Regions from separate parts of the Rattus norvegicus genome. Here region 2 is linked to region 1. The links are chromatin contacts, called in public Hi-C maps. All regions are on one chromosome and are shown on one strand. Each heading gives the region's core, a stretch centred on a gene start, on an enhancer-like site or on the middle of the called end of the contact. The rest is flanking DNA. Distances are from core to core; before and after follow the strand shown. Region 1 holds the start of Abcc5 (ATP binding cassette subfamily C member 5). Region 2 overlaps Abcc5 (ATP binding cassette subfamily C member 5).

Region 1 (4,812 bases), core at 106-2,605:
TGACTACCCTGAAACTCACACAGACCCATTTGCCCCTCTGCCTTCCCAGTGCCACCGTTAAAGGTATGTTCTACAATGCTCCATCTCGCCTTTTACTTTCTATGTGGCCCCGGCTGGCTCAAATTCACAATTCACCTGCCTTTACCTCCTAAGTGCCGGGTTGATGGAAGTACGATACTCTACCATGCTTTTCCTACACTATAATTTTACTTGTGCGTGTATGTGTATATGTATGTGTGTTGTGTATATGTGCAAGTGTGAGTGCCCATTCTCACCTAGAAGTCATAAGACAGCTTCGGGCATCCTGTTTTACTCGGGTCTTATTGTCTTAAATTAAGGTCTCTCCTTGCCTGTGCAGCTTGCCTGGTTGCCCCCAGGTTCAAGAGATTCTTCCGTTTCTGTTCCACACAGCCCTAGCCTCGCAGTGAAAGCGCAGCCACACCTGGGTTTTTCCATGGTGTGGAGGATTCGAACTCAAATCCTCATGTTTGATCTGCATGCGCTCTTAACCACTGAACCATCTTCCCAGCGCCTAGGCTATTAATTCTACAGAACCGGTCTATTACTCCTTCTGTGTGTCAAGTAACGCCCTGTCAATAAGTCCAGCCTTACGGCAGTGTTGACAGTAGCTAACTAGGTAGTTGCATGGTGGGCAATCTATTTTGCCTTCTGTTTAAGTCTCTTAATGAGTAACCATAAACAAACCCTGGGGGACTCTAAAGGTGGGGAGGCACTCAACAGAGTAGTCCTTATATTACGATACTAAAATAGATAAAATAGAAAAATAAAACGACTAATGCCCCCGGAGCTTCACTTTTATTTATAAAAACTGATTAACATATCATTTTGACATCCCTTGGCACTTTGGAAATTCCTTAGAAGCCATGCAGCTGTGATAGAGAAGACAGCCAAAGGTATCGTTCATTCAGAACGTGGAGGACTCATGCACCAGCTAAGTGACACCACAGCTTAGAATTGGGGTTGAACAGAAGCAGGCTACGATGACCTTCACGATGTTTTCTGGCACGTGGAACCGCCGCATAGATTTGGAAGTTCTTGACTTTGAACCTCTGGTTGCCAGAGAATACAGCGCGACCAGCCACCCCGACCCAGCTGCCCAGCCCTGGTGACTCAGGACGGCAGAGAAGATTCCAGACCCGGTATCAGAAGCCGGGAAAGGATGGGGCAGCACGGGATGCGTGCGGGCACGGTGAGCAGCCTGCACCCCCGGGCATCAGCGGTGCTTCTGGGAAACGTAGTCTTTTGCGGTGTGCGGCGCCGGGGGCTGCCGGATGAGGGACTACGATTCCCTTCGGTCTTGCGCAAGCTTTGTGCATCGCGCTTGCGCATTGTGGGGGATTATGCCGCTATAAAGGCTTGTTTTGCTCCGGGTCCGATGTTCGCGAGCGTGCCCGGGCTGTTTGCTTTCGTGTGGGGAGGCTGGGATGCAGGTAGGTAGCGGTTCTTGCCTTTTCCATGCAGTGTCGGATGCTGTCACAGGCTCACTCCTTTGGGCTCTCCGAGGCGTGGTGGGAGATGGGAAACCTTGGACCGGAGAAACGGGGCCTGTCTCGCCCTGATCTGCGCCGTTCCGGGCTTGTTGGCGAACTCGCGGGCTGTGCCCGGGGTCTAGGTGTTAGAAAGCCGGAGGGGAGGTTTAATGGGTGGTCGCGGCAGGCTCCACTCTCGGCGCGGCCACCAGGGGGAGCTGCGTTCGCTCTGGGTGGGTCGTGGAGCCTGTGCTCGCCAGGCCGGGGCTGGCGTGGGAACGCCCTAGGGCCGGGTGGCGGAGCTGTCCAGAGAGAAGCCCCAACCTCCCTCTGGTACTGGAGGCTGACTGTCAGCCACCCACTACGTAAGTAATTTTCTACGATTTTTTGTTTGTTTGTTTGTTTTTGTTTTGCGACGTATGTGGAGGTACGTGGCATCAGCACGCACAGCGAAGCTGAGGCAGAGCCAGGATGGGAGCCCAGATCTCCTGTCACCGGTGTCCTTTTCAGTGCTGACACGCAGAGCAGCTAGTGGCTTTGTGTTTATAACACCTGGATCTGGTGTTTTCATACAGATGTGGAAGTTCGATACAGACGGGCATAGGAATGACCTGGGAAGTTTGAGTTCCGAAGGGAGAAATGGATAGGTTTTACTGGGGTCTCTGGAGTAAGTGACAGATGAGGGAGTTTGGAGGGAAAGGTGGGTCCTGGGGGCGTGGTAATTGGACAACCTTCAGCTTCCTTGCTTCTGTAGCTGCAGGACATGAAGAAGCTTCCTGAGGCGCCTAAAACCTCTGAGAGATGTTGTGATAACATAACTTGGAAACAGCAGTTTGGCTAGTTACAGTTCTCCAGTCCTACGCAGTGCCCCTCCCCCTGCAGAATCGTCGCGTCCACCCCTTTATCACTGCAAAGGGAATTTTTAAGCAAAACCAGGCGGCCCCCAACCCCATCAGTTTTGGGTTGGGGTATTAATGCGAGAGCCCTCACTTCGTTTATTCTCCTTTCTCCCTTTACAGCTCTGGCTTAGATGCAAACATGGGGATTTCCTAGTCCTGATACATGAGCCCTTAGCTTTGGATCTGGCAGGGCTGGGGACTACATGGTTTATCCTTGAGCCTAAATTAGCTTTAGTTTTTAAACAAAGAGTTTACATTAACTGCAAGGGAAAAGTCCAGAAAATAGGGAAGTACTAATTGCTCGAGTTGTGCCAGAGAGGGGCCTGGTGTAGTAATCCTTTCTAATGGATTGCTTCATACCCATGTTCATTCCCCACGGAGCACTACTCCGGCCAGCCTCTGTGTGTTGTGCCCGTCGCATCCCAGACACACAGAAGGTGGTGTCCTCCTTGTGCTCAGTGTGACACTAACTTTATGGCTTCTCAGGTGTTTGCATACTTAGCGCTTACCTTTTTCTTTTTTTTTTTTTAATGAAAGTGAAGCTGTAGCAATGTTGTAGCTCACAGGGGTCAACAGTTCCCCATACCCTTCCTATAGAAACTAACTTTGTCTGGAAGGATAGGGGTGTTAGAATAGGCCACTGAAGTCCCATCTCATCTCGCCATTCAGGAAAACAGTTGTTTTCTGTCACAAAACTTACCCCGGGTCTTTGCCACCACAGCCTGTGTGTGTATACATGCTACAGGTTCTGATATCATAATATATGATTGAAAAAGCATTGCCTCCTAAAGCCCTTCGATAACTTCGCCTGTTCTTGACGGGTTTGGTATTGTGACTGGGTTCCCTCGGACTCCTCCCTTTTAAGCTCCCCCAACCCTCTCTTGCCTGATTTTGAAGTAGCAGTAATCTTCCTCTTCCAGAGGACAATGGCAGATGCCAGATCTGTTTATAGCTTAGCTTTCGTAAGGCCTCTGAGACACGAGCACTGTTTTTGCTTAGTAAGCAGGTTTTGTTTATGGTGTTCACAGTCGTTGGGCAAGGTGCTCTTTTTTTTAGTAAACAACTTATCTGTATCAATTTCCGGTGTTTGAACCAGAATTCTGACAAGCAAAATGTCTGGCCCTCGTTGGAGATTCAAGGGGCTTTAAATTTTTTTTTTTTTTTACTTCCAGGACTAATTAGTATTTTTCTTCTGATGATTTAAAAATGAATGACAGGGGCTTGGGATGCTGGATGCTGGCAGAGTGCTTGCCTGAGATGTGCAAAGCCTTGGGTTTGATCCCTAGCACCAGATAAACCAGCCACAGTAGAGCAGTTTTGAAACCCCAGCCTTTGGGGTGTAGAATCAGGAGGGAGGATCAGAAGTTCAAGGTCATCCTTCCAAGACCTAGATCAGGAGGCCAGCCTGGGCTACTTGAGATCCTGTGTCAAAAACAACAAATAGATTACAGTTGTCAAAATTTTGTGCTGCAGGAGACACAGTCCTTAAGCAGTTGCCATCATGGCTGGACTTAGGGACTACAGCAGCATGGCCATACGTCTGCGGTGGTTTTATATCTGGCGTTCGGGAATCTGAGCTTCTGACAATGGGGGAACCTTTTAGAGGGGCAAGTGTGCTTTGGTTTTTTAGAAAGTGGCCAGAGGGCCAGTGAGATGGCCTGCTGCCAGGCAGAGAACTGGAGTTCCATCTCCGGAACCTGGATGTTAGAAAGAGAGAACTGACTTGCAAGTTGCCCTTTGATCTCAGGGCACATGGTTGTCTTTGTTTTCTCTGTCTGTCGCACACAGAGTAAATAAAACAAGTGCAAACTTTTTAAACAAGTGACCAGAGTTGATGCAGGATGTTGACTGGAATTAGCCAGGCAGGCAGTGATGTAGAAACACAGAGCAGAGTTTTAGGAATGGACCAGGCAATACTTAAAAAGATAGAACATAGATCTTTTTTTCTTGTATTTTTTGAGACAGGGTTTCCCTGTGTAGCCCTGCTGTCCTGGAACTAGCTCCATAGACCAGGCTAGCCTCAAACTCAGAGATCTGCCTGCCTCTGCCTCCCGAGGCCTGGGATTAAAGTTGAGCACCACTGTGCCTGGCTTGGTAATTTTTCTTGATGCTAGAACCTTCTTCTCATTAAAAAACAAAAAACAAAAAAAACAAGAAGCTGAAGGGGTATTTAAAATAGTTCTGTAGCGTATTGGTGAAGAGGTGTCAATGTTTTTGTTCCTGTTCCAAAGCACTTCGGCATTCCGAGCATGCTTTGAGCATGATTAGGAAGTGTCTGCTTCTGTAAAATTTTAATTTCAGAAATTCTAAAGTGAGAGGAGCCTGAGCCCTGGTCCTGTGTGGAGTGAAGATGAAGGATATTGACATGGGAAAAGAATACATCATCCCCAGTCCCGGATACAGAAGCGTCAGGGACAGAAGCA
Region 2 (5,118 bases), core at 2,108-4,607, 65 kb after region 1:
ATCAGATACTGACCGCAGTGTGCCCAGAGTCCTGAGGGCACCCGGGCTTTACTGCACAGGAGTGTAGGTCACCTTACCAAAAATGTAGCATTTGAACCCATCCGAGTAGGGACAGCTGTGACTGAAATTGGAAGGAGGAGGGGGACAGGGCACAGCTGTGGGAAGTTGAGCTGTGGCTAAGGACTGATGTAAAGTCAAGTATGGCTGCAGAGTGGAGCTGTGGGCAGCTGTGAAGTGGGAGAGGACCCAACCACCCAAAGATCAGGGCCAGAGTGCAGAGAGCTCACAGAAGCTAGCAGACAAGTTTGGGTTTCTGTGGTTGCAGAGGGAAATGGTGGCCATTGGGGATGGACTGAGAATGTGGCAGGCAGGTTAGAGATAGCAGGAATGGGCATGATTCCATTGTGAATTTATCACTAGGACAAATTAGAGGATAATCTAATAAACTCTGTTTTGGGAGATTAGGTCTTGACCAGCTTAGTGGAGAATGTTAGTGGACTAGCAGGATTGCAAAAAATTTAAGAGCTTGTTAGTACAGGAAATTAGTGTAGATTACTGTAGGGAAGCTGTCTTACTACTCAGCTATTAAAAACAGTGACTTCATGAAACTCTTAGGCAAGTAGATGGAACTAGAAAACATCATCCTGACTGAGGTAACCCAGTCACAGAAGGACACACATGGTGTGCACTCACTGATGAGTGGCTGAGGTAACCCAGTCACAGAAGGACACACACGGTGTGCACTCACTGATAAGTGGATCTTAGCACAAAAACTCGGAATACTCAAGATACAATTCACAGACCACATGAAGCTCAAGAAGAAGGAAGACTAAAGTGTGGATGCTTCAGTCCTTCTTAGAAGGGGGAACAGAATACTCACGGGAGGAAATACAGGACAAAGAGTGGAGCAGGGACTTAAGAAAAGGCCATCTAGAGACTACCCCACCTGGGGATCCATCCCATATGCAGACACCAAACCCAGTCACTATTGCTGGTGCTAAGAAGTGCTTGCTGACAGGAGCCTGATATGGGTGTCTCCTGAGAGGCTGTGCCAGAGCCTTACTGATACAGATGAGGATGCTTACAGTTAACTATTGGACTGAGCATGGGGACCCCAATGGAGCAGTTAGGGGAAGGACTGAAGGAGCTGAAGATTTTACAACCTCATAGGAAGAACAACAATATCAACCAACCAGACCCCACAGAGCTCCTGGGGACTAAACCACCAACCAAAGAGTACACATGGAGGGACCCATGGCTCCAGCCACATATGTAGTAGAGGATGGCATTGCCTGGCATCAATAAGAAGAGAAGCCTTTGGTCCTGTGAAGACTTCTTTCCCCATTGTAGGGGAATGCCAGGGTTTTGAGGTTGGAGTGGGTAGGTGGGAGTGGGAGCATCTTCATAGAAGTAGAGGGAGGGGAGATGGGGGATGAAAGAGAGGGGAAAAGGGATAACATTCGAAATGTAAATACATAAAATATCCAATAAAAAATGCAAAAAATACTAATAGCTTTAAAAAGAGAAAGGTGTGTGGGCATGGTGTCTGGCTTGTGATCCCACCACTCAAGAGGCTGAGCGAGATCAGGGGCAATGTCAGCCTGACCCAGACACTTGGTATCAAGAATAAATAAGAACTCATATGTGTTTTATTTAAGTTATTACTCAGTGAACGCTTCTCTAGTATGGGTCCTGTAGACATTCATCTGATTGAACATCTCACGACTGGAATTTTTCTCTTATGTTATTAGATTAATTCAAAAAAGGAAGCTAGTGGTTCACAAAAATCACAAGACAAGGGCCCTAAGCCAGGGTCAGTGAAGAAGGAGAAGGCAGTGAAGTCGGAGGAAGGTAAGGACATTTTTGAGAGGGTTGTTATTTCAGGAATAATGTGAGAGAATGCTTCCCACCACTGCGTCTACATTTCTAGAATAGCAAAGTTCTGAGATAGTTTAGGTGAGGGACCTTGGGTGTGCTCAAACAAGGGAAGTCAGATGATTGGTCCTTTGCCTTTTCTTCAAGCAAGGGGTGGAGTCAGTTGTGGGTATGTACAGCTGAATCGTCCTGGGTGAGCCTGCTGACCTGTCCTCCCTCCCTCTCTCCCTCCCTCCCTCCCTCCCTCCCTCCCTCCCTCCCTCCCTCCCTCTCTCCCTCCCTTCTTCCCTCCTTTCCTCCCTCCCCTCTTCCTTCCTTCTGTTCCCCTCTGTACTTGCATTGGTGTCCTGAGCAAGAAATGCAGGTCTTAGCTAAGGACAGGTCCAGTCTGTGGCAGACGTCTCTGAACTGAGGATCAGGATCCGAGGGGAGACTCCTCATCTGCAGGGCCGACCACGGTTCTTCAGATGTGCAGAACATCGTTCTTGGCTTCTGTTTATATGCTGTGCATTGTGCATGGGGTTCTGGCACTGTATCTGGTTATCTTGAGCAAGTAATGTCACCAAATTCTGGTTATCAAATGCAGCCGTTGGTGTCCTGGGGAAGTTTTCCATGTCCAAAAGGCATTTTTTACTCCGTTTATTACAGTTAGAATCGCAGTTAAAGCTGGAGTCCAAGTCCAGCACTTTGTTTTCAGTGTCTGTGCCAGACCGGTGGGCTCAGTGCCTGGCCTAGCACTGTCTGTAGAGAAGTCTGCAGAAGTTAGAGGCGGCCGTTTGCCTGCTCGGACCTCTTACCATATCCGGATGGTCTGAGAGCGGTTTGCAGTGACGTGGGCATTTTCATCACTGTGACTATGAAGCACACATCGCCCTCGAAATCAGAAGAAAATGCAGTTTGTTTAATGATCTCTTTGCTGAGTCACCTCCTTACCTTGTAATGGGAATTTTTAGGATAAAAGCTGGGTTCTGGTAGCACCGATAATGGTTCAGCTACCAGTCCTGAGTTTACCAAGTAATGACGAGAACCAAGAGAGGACATTTATTTATTCAATGTGGCTGCCTTGGGGAGGGGCACAGATAACGGGGTCCAGTGACACCACGGTCACCCGTGTGGCCCTGACATGAGCTTTAGGATTAAATGGAGGAAGACCTGGGCACATGATGTACACGATGAGGCGATTCTAGTCAGAGTGCCTCTTGCTGGTCCTGGGCCTCGCTCTGAGGGGAGCTGCCTGGTTTTTACAAGATGATCACTTGTGTTCGGGGCACAGCCCTGCTTCTGTGGATAATTACTCTCCTGGGTGGGAACGGCCGGCCTTGTGGGTCTGGGGTCTGACCAAGAGCAACTTTAACAAAGAGGCTCTTCCTGAGATCCTAGCCTGCCCGGGCTTCAGCATCCGGCACTTGGATTCCCAGGGTGCAGCATCAAGTCACAGGCAATCAGGGTTAAAGGTTACATTCCTTCTGTGTGTGTCATACATCCTGCAAGTGAAAGGCTGCATTCTGTCTAAGTATAACCACACATTGTTGCAGGAGCCGAGGTTAACAGTATGCATAAACAACACTTTCGATAAAAAGATAAGGATGGCCATTAACATTCCAGCCAACCTTTGGCCCAGGGAGGCTTTTAAGTTAGAGATGAATGATAAAGAAAAAAAGATAAAAAGGCTAGGAAAGGACTGGACTGCTCCTGGGTATGCTGCAGGAACAAGATTGTTGTAGGTAAAAAGGAGCATAGCCAGAGGCAGCACAGCTAGGAGAGTCCACAGTGGTCATGACCCTGAACCAAGTGGGGAGGGAGGGGGGAGAGGGGAACCTGGAGCAGCCAGGAGGTCAAAGACACAAAAGGGGTGGGTAACCAAAATGCCTGGGTTGATAAGGCCTCTGTGGGAAGGGCAGCCTAGCTCCTGGCTCGAGAGAGGGAATGCCATGCAGGCCCTGTAACAGGTAGGGACTGAGGGTCTGCTTTGATCTGTTAAATAGGCATCTCGGCTACTTGTGCTGGGTCTGAAAACTCAGCAAGAGGTAATTCTGCTTTACACACTTAAGCACAGTGAGTGAAAGGTAAAACATCATGTTAGCTGTCACATGCAGGTTTAGGAACGTGGCCTACTCTTCATCCTCAGACTAAAGGCGAATGAAATAGACTCTGCTATTGCACTTGGTACGTGTTCCGAGTCTCGCTGGCCTGGCCTTCAGACTGTGACGCGTCCTCAGTGAGGGCCCCGTGAGGCCTCATCTTGTACATGGTGCTGAGATGTTCAGTGAACAAGTGTTTTGATGCAGAGTAGATGGTTCTAATCCAGCGTCCTCTGAGGCTAAAGGTTCTGTTATTCTGCTGCCGTATATGTGCCTTAGTGAGAGGGGAACAGCCTCGTAAAGGGGCATTCCCTACACAGGTGAAAGCAACAGAGTTCATTTGGGGAAAACGATCCACCCGTTGGACGGTCCCAGACCCAGGAACAAGGTGCAGAAGTTCAGAGTGGAGAACAGTGTAACAGGCTGTAACTTAGCCAGTTCCTCACAGTTTGGCTGTAGCCTAGCCAGTTAGCTTATGTCCATCCTCCTGCCGCCCCAAAGCTGGTTTCTATGACAACCCAGTGATAAATGGGTCTTGGGCAGAGCGTGGCGCTTCAGTCACATCCACAGCTTCCACCAAACTTTCTTGAGCACCATTCCCTTCTAAGGTCATGTATCTTTTCCTCTTTCCCAGGGCAGCTCGTGCAGGTGGAGGAGAAAGGGCAGGGCTCCGTGCCTTGGTCAGTTTACTGGGTCTACATCCAGGCTGCAGGGGGTCCCTTGGCTTTCCTGGTCATCATGGTCCTCTTCATGCTCAATGTGGGCAGCACTGCCTTCAGCACCTGGTGGCTAAGCTACTGGATCAAGCAAGGAAGCGGGGTGAGATACTCATCGCCGAGACTTACGTGTCTGATAATGCGGCCCTGCCTCCCTTAGTCCCTGACCGTTCTTAGGGAAACTCCTGTAGTTTTCACTGACAAGAAGCCTGGGAGACATCACGGGATACCCCAGTAACGTTCATCACTTTGTTCTGTGTATCAGTTAAAAGATGCTTTAAGGAGACAAAGCGGTGGACAGAGATGTGTAATACAGTCTCACAGAAAAAAACGTCCCCGGCTAACGCAGGGGCTATGGAGCTAGTCAGTAAGTGGGGCAGTTTCCAACTCTTTGTGTTCACCCACTAGAACAAGCAGTGTGTAGCAAGACTGTGTTACATATGCCA

The links. Hi-C and Micro-C count contacts between places; a contact is called where the count stands out from the background.
Region 2: a contact with region 1 is called in a Hi-C map of kidney, with 1.6 times the contacts expected there. The contact joins the enhancer-like site here to the promoter of Abcc5 in region 1. A contact is called at or near these places in 2 of 12 Hi-C or Micro-C datasets (hepatocytes and kidney).

What each region holds. Positions count from the first base shown.
Region 1 is chr11:93,976,930-93,981,741 of GRCr8, forward strand. It overlaps Abcc5 (ATP binding cassette subfamily C member 5), which reads left to right and starts at 1,356. Exons shown (of 30, transcript NM_053924.1): 1 at 1,356-1,451; 2 at 4,691-4,812. The coding sequence starts at 4,740.
Region 2 is chr11:94,039,989-94,045,106 of GRCr8, forward strand. It overlaps Abcc5 (ATP binding cassette subfamily C member 5), which reads left to right. Exons shown (of 30, transcript NM_053924.1): 17 at 1,752-1,851; 18 at 4,591-4,775. Among named protein-coding and RNA genes, the nearest start is that of Cyp2ab1, 43 kb to the right of the region's middle. Within about 2 kb of position 3,358, at least 38 of the 93 cell types and tissues checked have an H3K27ac peak or open chromatin away from gene starts, as enhancers often do. A contact at or near this core is called in kidney, where this site is marked.